Linked DNA regions of Sus scrofa: region 1 is linked to region 2. The links are chromatin contacts, called in public Hi-C maps. All regions are on one chromosome and are shown on one strand. Each heading gives the region's core, a stretch centred on a gene start, on an enhancer-like site or on the middle of the called end of the contact. The rest is flanking DNA. Distances are from core to core; before and after follow the strand shown.

What was found. Hi-C and Micro-C count contacts between places; a contact is called where the count stands out from the background.
Region 1: a contact with region 2 is called in a Hi-C map of subcutaneous adipose tissue, with 1.7 times the contacts expected there. The contact joins the enhancer-like site here to the promoter of GALNT16 in region 2. A contact is called at or near these places in 11 of 47 Hi-C or Micro-C datasets (alveolar macrophages, fetal heart ventricle, heart right ventricle and 5 more) and 1 of 2 datasets of contacts at active chromatin or transcription factors (skeletal muscle).

The regions. Positions count from the first base shown.
Region 1 is chr7:92,993,807-92,998,074 of Sscrofa11.1, reverse strand. The region is part of intron 1 of GALNT16 (polypeptide N-acetylgalactosaminyltransferase 16); the gene reads right to left. Among named protein-coding and RNA genes, the nearest start is that of GALNT16, 67 kb to the right of the region's middle. Within about 2 kb of position 1,319, at least 19 of the 83 cell types and tissues checked have an H3K27ac peak or open chromatin away from gene starts, as enhancers often do. A contact at or near this core is called in retroperitoneal adipose tissue, skeletal muscle and subcutaneous adipose tissue, where this site is marked.
Region 2 is chr7:92,926,177-92,930,956 of Sscrofa11.1, reverse strand. It overlaps GALNT16 (polypeptide N-acetylgalactosaminyltransferase 16), which reads right to left and starts at 1,585. Exons shown (of 15, transcript NM_001244918.1): 1 at 1,278-1,585. The coding sequence starts at 1,454.

The DNA.
Region 1 (4,268 bases), core at 70-2,569, 67 kb before region 2:
CTTTGAGTGTCCCAGGGGTATCTCTAACTCAACGCCTCAGAATGAATTCTTTTTTTTTTTAATTTATTTTATTTTATTTTATTTTATTTTATTTTTTGTCTTTCTGCCATTTCTTGGGCTGCTCCCGCGGCATATGGAGGTTCCCAGGCTAGGGGTCTAATCCGAGCTGTAGCTGCCAGCCTACGCCAGAGCCACAGCAACTTGGGATCCGAGCCGCATCTGCAACCTGCACCACAGCTCACGGCAATGCTGGATCGTTAACCCACTGAGCAAGGGCAGGGACCGAACCCGCAACCTCATGGTTCCTAGTCGGATTCATTAACCGCTGCGCCACAACGGGAACTCCTCAGAATGAATTCTTCATCAACCCCCGCCAAAGCAGCCATGTCTGTACTGCCTGTGGCAATGATGGGAAGTCCTACCAGCCTGGTCCCCCAGGTAACAAATCGATGGGTCATCCCCAGTGCCCTCCCCCATGCTCCGCAGCCCGCTGCAGACCCCTGCCCTGCACATCCAGGCAGCATCTTAGGCACAGACCACTAGTGTTAACAGATTACTGGCCCTAAAAAGACAAAAAAAGAAAAAGAAAAGAACAAAAGGTAGTTCTGCCATCATGCCTCAGCTGTAACAAACCCAACTAGTATCCATGAGGACAAGGGTTCAACCCTGGCCTTGCTCAGTGGGTTAGGGATCTGGCATTGCCATGAACTGCGGTGTAGGTTGCAGACTTGGCTCAGATCCCTCATTGCTGTGACTGTGGTGTAGGCTAGTGGCTACAGCTCTCATTCGACCCCTAGCCTGGGAACCTCCATATGCCGTGGGTGTGGCCCTAAAAAGACAAAAAGAAAAAAAAAGCTATTTACTGAAAGTCTACTTTGTGCAGATACCATGAATCTGGGAGGATGGAAATAAATAAAAAGTACGGCCCCAGAAGAAAAATCTAGGACACTAGATCACCTCCTTTTGTCCTCCATCCCATGCCAGGTGTGGCCTTGGAGGATCATGAAGAAACTCCCACCCTCAAACTTAGATCACAGGTAACCGGAGAACTGGCCGTGGAACCTCACCCACTGCAACCCCAGCTCGGGCAGGAGTCCAGCCTTGGCGCAGGCACCACACGCTGGTGACCCATGAATGCTGCTTCCCTTCTCCCCTCCTCTAAACGGGAAGCGTGCTGTGCTGTCCTGTCCTGTCCTCCCAGCCACACTGCTTACGAAGCATATCGGCAAGGGGAAAACGCATCCTTTGGCTCCGGGCTGCGGGCCCATAAGGAGCTATATCTGGATCCGCCCGAGAGACCTGAGGTCCTGGGCTTGGAGCCAGTCAGAGCTGCTGGACGGGACTCACACTGCTGCCCTTTCTGGAGCGGACGAGGGCACTGGAGGCCGTCTGTGGGATTCTTAGGCCACATGGCACTGACACCTGTGCTTGATTGGGCTTTCTTTTCCATGGGATCGTGAGCTCCCAGCACCTGGCACATGGTAGGTAGTGAACAGATGTTTATTGGACAAAGGAATGAATGAGTGAGTGAGTGAATGAAGGAATAGATCCCTAGACAGAGTCCCTGCTCTCACCTACTTATAATCAACTGGGAGAAAAACCACGGTGAACAAATGGGATCCTCTGACACAACACATGACCTTTGGTGGCTTTCGCTCTCCTTCAGGGTACAAGCCCAGTACTCACAGTGGCCCAGGAGGCTTTTTATGAGCTAACGCTTCGTCATCTCTCTGGACTCAGAGGCTACTGTTGCCCCACCCCTGGCTCTGCTCCAGTCACACTGGCCTCCTGATGTTCCTTGAGCCTGCCAGCACTCTTCCCCTTAGCTCCTTTGTTCCTTCTGCTTTCCTTCTGGAAGGCTCTTCTCCCAGATGTCTGCATGGCTCCCTCCACCCCAGCCACCTTGCCCCACACAGCTCTGCTCAAACCTCGCCTCTTTGTGAGTCTGCCCCACCCACCATCTGTAAAACTGTGGGCCCAGCACTGCCCTCATCTTCCCTCTCCTCCTGCCTGATGTGTTTTTGGATAGCGCCTAGCACCATTGGATTTTTTTTTTTTTTTTTTGTCTTTTTAGGGCCGCACCCTTGGCATATGGAGGTTCCCAGGCTAGGAGTCAAATCGGAGCCGTAGCCACTGGCCTACACCACAGCCACAGCAACATCAGATCCGAGCCTCATCTGTGACCCACACCACAGCTCACAGCAATGCTGGATCCTTAACCCACTGAGCGAAGCCAAGGATGGAACCTGCATCCTCATGGACACTAGTCAGATTCATTTCCACTGAGCCACGATGGGAACTCCCACCATGGGATGTTCTATGGGTATTTTGCTTCTTTGTGTTATGTATTTGACTGCTAATTCCCACAGGAATATAAGCTTCACCAGGGCAGGGATTGTCTGTTTCGTTGAATGCTGGATCCAAAAGCCCAGAACAGCGCTCAATGGGACTCAAAAGCAATGGCTGTCTGCCTGATGCCTACAATATGCCCTGTGTGCCAGCTGAGTCTGTGGCAGATGCCTAGAGGAGTGGATGTGGGAGTTGGGGAGTACAAGAGATTCCATTAGGATGTAAGAAGAAAAGAGAACTGCTATTTATATTTATTTTTATATAATAATTTTGTCTTCTTTTGGTGTTATGCTAGACATAAGACACAAGCACAGTAGAGCACATATGTAATAATGAATAAATGATATTCATATGAAAGGCACCTGAAAGAAAAAAAAAAAACAATGGCTAATGGGTAAGCAAGGGATGAGCTGTCATGATGATAAGCTCCACTTGGCTAACACAACACTTAGAATTGAGGGGGACCGAGAGGTGGAAGGGGAGGCCCCTGTTTTAGGGACTCCTTCTCACTCACGTGCTCCTGGCAGGGCTGTTAATTACTGCCTTCCAATCCCACCAACACCTCCATCACATCATGGGATGGGCACAAGACCTAGGCTAAGCTTGATCTTATCACTGCACTCCCAGATGGAGGGGACGGGTTCAGGAACAGTCATCTGACTCGATCTGGGCCAATCAGCGTCTACTCTGAGATTTTTCTATGAGATGAGCTCTTTTTATCTGCACTGCTAAAATTGGGAGGTGGGAGCCTTCCTGCCTGTCACATGGAAAGAGAACCCAAGAAGAAAAAAATCAGAGCCAAGAGATGGAAAGAAAGAGCTCTAATGATACTGTTTGGGATCCCTGGAGCCAGTTATATCTGATCCAAATTCACTTGGGTTTTTTTCTATCTCTCTGTATCTATCTACTTACTACCTACCTGTCTTTTTTTCTCTCTCTCACTCTCTCTCTCTCTCTCTCTCTCGAACTAGTTCGTGTTGGCTGTTTCTTCTGCCTCTCTGTATCTATCTAGTTACTACCTACCTGTCTTTTGTTTTTGTTTTTCCCTTGAACTAGTTTGAGTTGCCTATTTTTCTCTCACAACCAAAAGTTCAGAGATATCAGTCCTTTGGTCCTTTCAATGAAAGAAAAATCATTCTCCAAAAGTAAGAAACAGAAATCGAAACTGAAAACAAACAAATGAGCCACCAATGGCAATGACACGATGTGGGTGGAAGCCACCCATTCCAAGATATCAGGTTGGTCCCTGGCATCTGGCCCAGTGACTTGAGCCCAGAGCTGGGTGAGGCATTCCCACCTTCCCCAGAGGCTTCAGGAAGTGGGGTGGCTTCCATCTGGACCACGGTTTAAGAGGCTCTTGGGTTGCCATGGTGAGGAACAAAGGTTGGGGAGATGGTGAGTGACAGTCCAACGCACCTCCCACAGCCCTCCAGCCTCCTGCTGAGAATTCTCAGGGATGTATAGGTGGCCGCCTCCTCCCTAGTCTGGCTTTACCGGAAATGCCAAATCCAAGCACTTTTGTGTCCAATAAGGTCAATCACATCAGAACTTGTTTAAGCCGAAACAATGACTCTGCTTTATTAAATGAAAAGAATTATTTTTAGTTTTGGAGACTTTTATTTTCAGTCCGTCATTTCGATTAAACTTTTGAAACCTGCCTGACTTGCATCAGTTTTTTTCCAGCTAGATTTGCTTATTTCTTCTTGACTGCTAAATTTAGGAAACAAACAGCCAAGGGGAAGGTTTAAAATAAGAAAGGAAAATATTTTCCATGTCATTGTCATCAAAAACAGTTCAACTCAAATCTCCAAGCCTTGTAAACCTTCTTTTAAAATATACACGGACCCCAAAGTTTTAGATTTAAACAATTCGAACTCCTTTGAAATAACTACTGCCCAATTTCCTTTTACTGCCAGTAA
Region 2 (4,780 bases), core at 336-2,835:
ACTTCTTTCTGGGTGGGTAACAAGACACGGAAGCTGCCGCAAGATGGGAATATGAGAGCACTTCCACACACACAACGCCCCGACAGACACACTATATTCCTGGAGCTCAGCTGCCTTGGTACAAATAGCTCAGATTCTGCTCCACACCAGCCTTCGGCCCTCCTGACTCTGCGCCTCTCCAGGAGCTCCCACCGCCCTCCCGCCCCAGGCCCAGATCTTCCAGAATGGCCACCCGGCTCCACTCTCCCACTCTCAGCCCCTTTGCTCTCCTTCCTCCTGGCTAGACTGCCCTCGCCCAGCAATTCGTCCCGGCTGTCGCCCAAGAGTCTCGCCCACCGCTCGCCTGCAGCCCTGCAGCGAAAGAACGCGGCCCGCCTGGAGCGAGCCTCTTGCGGGTCCCGGAGCCTCCCGTCTCAACAGGTGCCCCAGCCACACGAGCTGCTTGCTACCTGGGCGGAGGCCGAGACAAGTACGCGCTGGCCCAGGTCCCCAGAGCGCCTGGAGGGCGCTCCCGCCCTTGCCCCTCCGCGGAGGCCCCCCACCCCGCTTGCCCTGCCGACTTGGTTTCCCGGCTCGCATTGACGTCGCGGGCCCATCTCGTGAGAGGCTATCTCCGAACCTGGGCGCAGACGCTGCTGGTTCACTCGTCGTGATGGACTGGTGTGGGGGTGGGGGACGTGTACTGGACAACAGCTTTCCGCGACCCTGACATCCCCAATAGCGGGGAGTCCTCCGTGCCAAAGAAGCAAACTCAAGTTTACCCGGGCTGAAAAGGGAGCTCAAAGTCCAGCACAGCCCCTAGTGACCCAGCCTCACCCCGCGTCCCCGCCACACATCTTTTGCCCCCAGGAGGCTAGAGAGGGGGTGCGCGTGGCCACCTACGCGCTCAGCACCCAGCGGTTTCCACTGCCGGCTGTCTGCGCTCAAGGTTCAGCTGCCTTCCAGGGCGGGGGAACGCACCGGCAGCCCCCGGCCCAGGCGGCGCAGTGTTGAGAAAGCGGCCACGTTCCCAGTCGTGCGCGGACGCCGGGCCCACCAAACTTGCAGCACTTTCTCCCAGCCCCCACTCGCTGTCACCCTCCCTCCATCCTTGCGCCCTGGCCCCGCTAGCCCGAGAGCGGTTGCCATAACAACGGACAGGAATGCTCCAACATATACAATGCTGGCGGGGCGCGGCGGGCACGCAGCCCCTGGCCCGGCCCCGCGCCCTCTGCAGCCGCGCGGGGCTAGGAAGCGCGCCTCCGTTGCCGGCCGCCCCGCGCACAGCGCGTACTCACAATGAGCGGGATGGTGCGGTCCTCGCGGAGCTGCTCCGGCCTCCTGCCGGCCCTCTGCAAGCCCCGGCCGCCGGAGGATGCTGCGTGGGCTCGGTTGTCCTGCCATAAGTAGTAGAAAGTGCCCAGGATCCAGGCTACCGTCAGGATGGCGATGGCATTGGCTCGGATCTTCCTCATGGTGGGCGGGCGAGCGCCCCGAGTAGGGGCCCGGGCCGGCGTGCTCTTGGGGCCGGAAAGGGGGCACTCGCAGCCCCAGCTGTTTGTTTTCGCTCGCGCCGGGCTGCTCAGTCCTGCAGCGCAGAAAAAGGAGAGAGGTGGGGGTGGGGGGGTGATAGGGAGAGACAGGAGCGCGGAGCGATCCTCATGGTCCTAATGCCCTTCAGCCCCAGGCGCGCGCGTCCCCCGAGCGCCCATTCATTCGCGCGCAGAGCCCGCCCCGAACTCCAGCCCCCGCCGGCCGCGGGGCTGCTGCGCCCAGGGAGAGGAGTGCGGCGGGTGCGAAGCCGCGCGGGAGGAAGGCCGGGCGAGGCAGACGCCCGCGGCGGAATGGCGATGGGCCAGAGCCAGTCTCGGCTTCCACTGCTGGGCGGCCGAGCTCCCGGCGGCTGCCTCCGCGCGGCGCTGGTCGGTCCCGCCTACCTTCACCCACCCCCGGACCCAGCGGCCTTGAGTCACCGACCGGAGATGCGCGACCCCGGCCCGGGCCCGCGCCGCGGAGCCGCGGTCCTGGACTGCGCTCTGAACTGCGCTCTGGAGCGAGGTTTAAGGTGTGTTCGGCGAGTCCTTGGGAAGGGGCGGCTGGGCGGGAGTAGAGTCTAGAGTTTGCACTGGAATCCTCCGCAGCCTAGGATTCCGAGCTGCCAGAGGGCCCGCCCCGAGGAGGGATTGGAAGCTGGTGCACTTGACATTCGAAGAGAGCGAAGGGGAAGCGGCGCTGCTTCAGAGCCAGTGAACGGAGAATAGGGTACCGTCACCCCACCTCTTTCACTGGCCGGGAGCTCCCAGCTTTCGTGATGCCTCCCTGTACCCTGCCTCGTTGTCCCCTGAACAACGCTGGGGTTTTATCATCAGGAAGAAGGGAGACCAGAGGGGCCGGAAGATTCGCCCAAGATCACACGACTAATTAGTGGGCAGAGCCCAGTCTAGAAGCCACCTCTCTGTCTGACACTTTCCACAAAGTGCAAAACACGGGAGTGAGAGACACAAACACAGAAATCATTGAGATTCGGTCCCATCCCTGGTGGCATTGAGAATCTGATGTTAACTACTGACATCCCAGGCGGAACTACCCCTGTTCCAGGAGACCTGCACAGGGTCGGGCACAGAGCAGATACTCAGTGAACAGATGTTAAATAAACCAAGCAGGGGTCACAGAGGAAGACATAATGTATTGCAAGGGTGTCTTAGGGGAAGGCTTCTCACAGAAGGTGGATAAATCCTTTGAATAGATTCTTAAGAGGCTGGCAAGGCGAGGACAGGGCAGGGTGTCAGCTGCCTGAACAGCCTGAGCAAAGGTCCAGAGGATGAAAGCACTTGATGTTTTCAAGGAAGAGAGCTACCTGGCATTACTGGGGCCTGGGGTGCTGGGAAGTTCTTGGTGGGAATTGAGATTGGCCAGTCTGGGCGAGTCTGGACTCAGGAGGACTTTGAAGGTGAGGAGCATGGTTGTCAGGGAGTTTGCATCTTGCTGGTGCCCCTGGACACTGGTTCATGTGGGTCCTGGCCTCTAAATGAAGCTGCCTCGAGAATCAGGCAAATGGTGAAATCACAGTTCATGTTTTCCCCTGACCGCCCCATCAGCATCACTCATTTCCCTGGTTCCCCAGCCCGCAGGACTGAAGCATGTAATAGATGCTCAATGCATTTCTGTTAGAAGGAAGTGAAATGAAGAAAGGAAACCCTAATGGGTTTTTTGCTGCAGAAAGGTCATCGTTGTGACTGTAATACCCTTTCCTTACTCAGAAGACTAACCACTAGGACACCCCAAATGACCCCACCAAGACTGTGACCCTGGGAGTCCCTGCTGTGGTGCAGTGGGCTAAGAATCTGGCTGCAATGGAGTTCCCATCGTGGCTCAATGGTTAACGAATCTGACTAGGAACCATGAGGTTTTGGGTTTGACCCCTGGCCTTGCTCAGTGGGTTAAGGATCCGATGTTGCTGTGAGCTGTGGTGTAGGTCGCAGATGCAGCTCTGATCCCTTGTTGCTGTGCCTCTGGCGTAGGCCAGCAGCTACAGCCCCAATTAGACCCCTAGCCTGGGAACCTCCATATGCCACAGGAGCGGCCCCAGAAAAGGCAAAAAAAAAAAAAAAATCTGGCTGCAATGGCTACGGTCACTGCAGAAGTGGGGGTTTGAGTCTCAGCTGGGCATGGTGGGTTAAAAGGATCTGGTTGCTGCAGATGTGGCTTGGATTCAATCCCTAGCCCAGGAACTTCCACATACCATGGGTGTGGCCATAAAATTTAAAAAAATAATAATAAAAGAATGTGATCCTAGAAAGAAGGGGGCACAGAAGAAAGACTCACAAAAAGGTCTGCAAGAGGAGCTGGGACTCTGAGGCATGAGCTGTGTGGCAATCAGGAACAGTCGGAGATGCTGGCCAGCCTTGCTCTCCCAGTCTCCCTTGCTTGGGAAGTTTAATCAGACTGCAGTAGGGGCCAGGGTTCATTTCCATAGATGGAGAAAACCGCGGTCAAGTCATTGCCTGGTTTCTGCAGGAATCATGGAGTAGACCCAGTGGTTCTGTCCTCTGTGGAAAGCCAGAAAGACCTTGGTCCTTAGGAATCAGGCACCACAGGTATCTGCAGACAATGAGAAAATGTAAGGGAACCCCTCTCCTTGCATCCGCACCTACAGACAAGCTCTCAGCTCAGCCAGGTGGAAAGACCTGGAGAATGACCCTTGGTTGCTATGGGCTGCTCCCCTCATCCCAGTCTGCATGTCTGGTTGCTTTTGGTCTTGAGAGAACCAGGTGAAAGGATGTGGTACCAGAGGCATAACATCAACGCCTAGTGAGAGGCTCCAAACTCACCCCTAGGCATGGGGGATGAAACTGGACCCTGCTAAACGGAAATCAGACTGATGGGTTTCTTTTTCTTTTTCTTTTTTTGCTTTTTAGGGCCACAGTCATGGCATACGGAGGTTCCCAGGCTAGGGGTCTGAACAGAGCTACAGCTGCCAGCCACAGCCACGCCAGATCTAAGCCTTGTCTGCAACTTACACCAGAACTTATGGCAACGCCGAATCCTTGACCCACTGAGCAAGGCCAGGGATTGAACCCGCATCCTCACGGATACCAGTCAGATTTGTTTCCGCTGTGCCACAGCAGGAACTCCTACTATGCTCGTTTGACCCAGAGAAATCTGATACAGAGAATGAGCCATGGGTCTCAAACCACAGGCACACTGGAAGAGTTGGGACCTCACAGCTGCCACGTCGGGGACGGCCCATGGTCATTCTTCCAGACCCTAATCCCAAATAGGTGCAGAGCTGGGCCCCAGC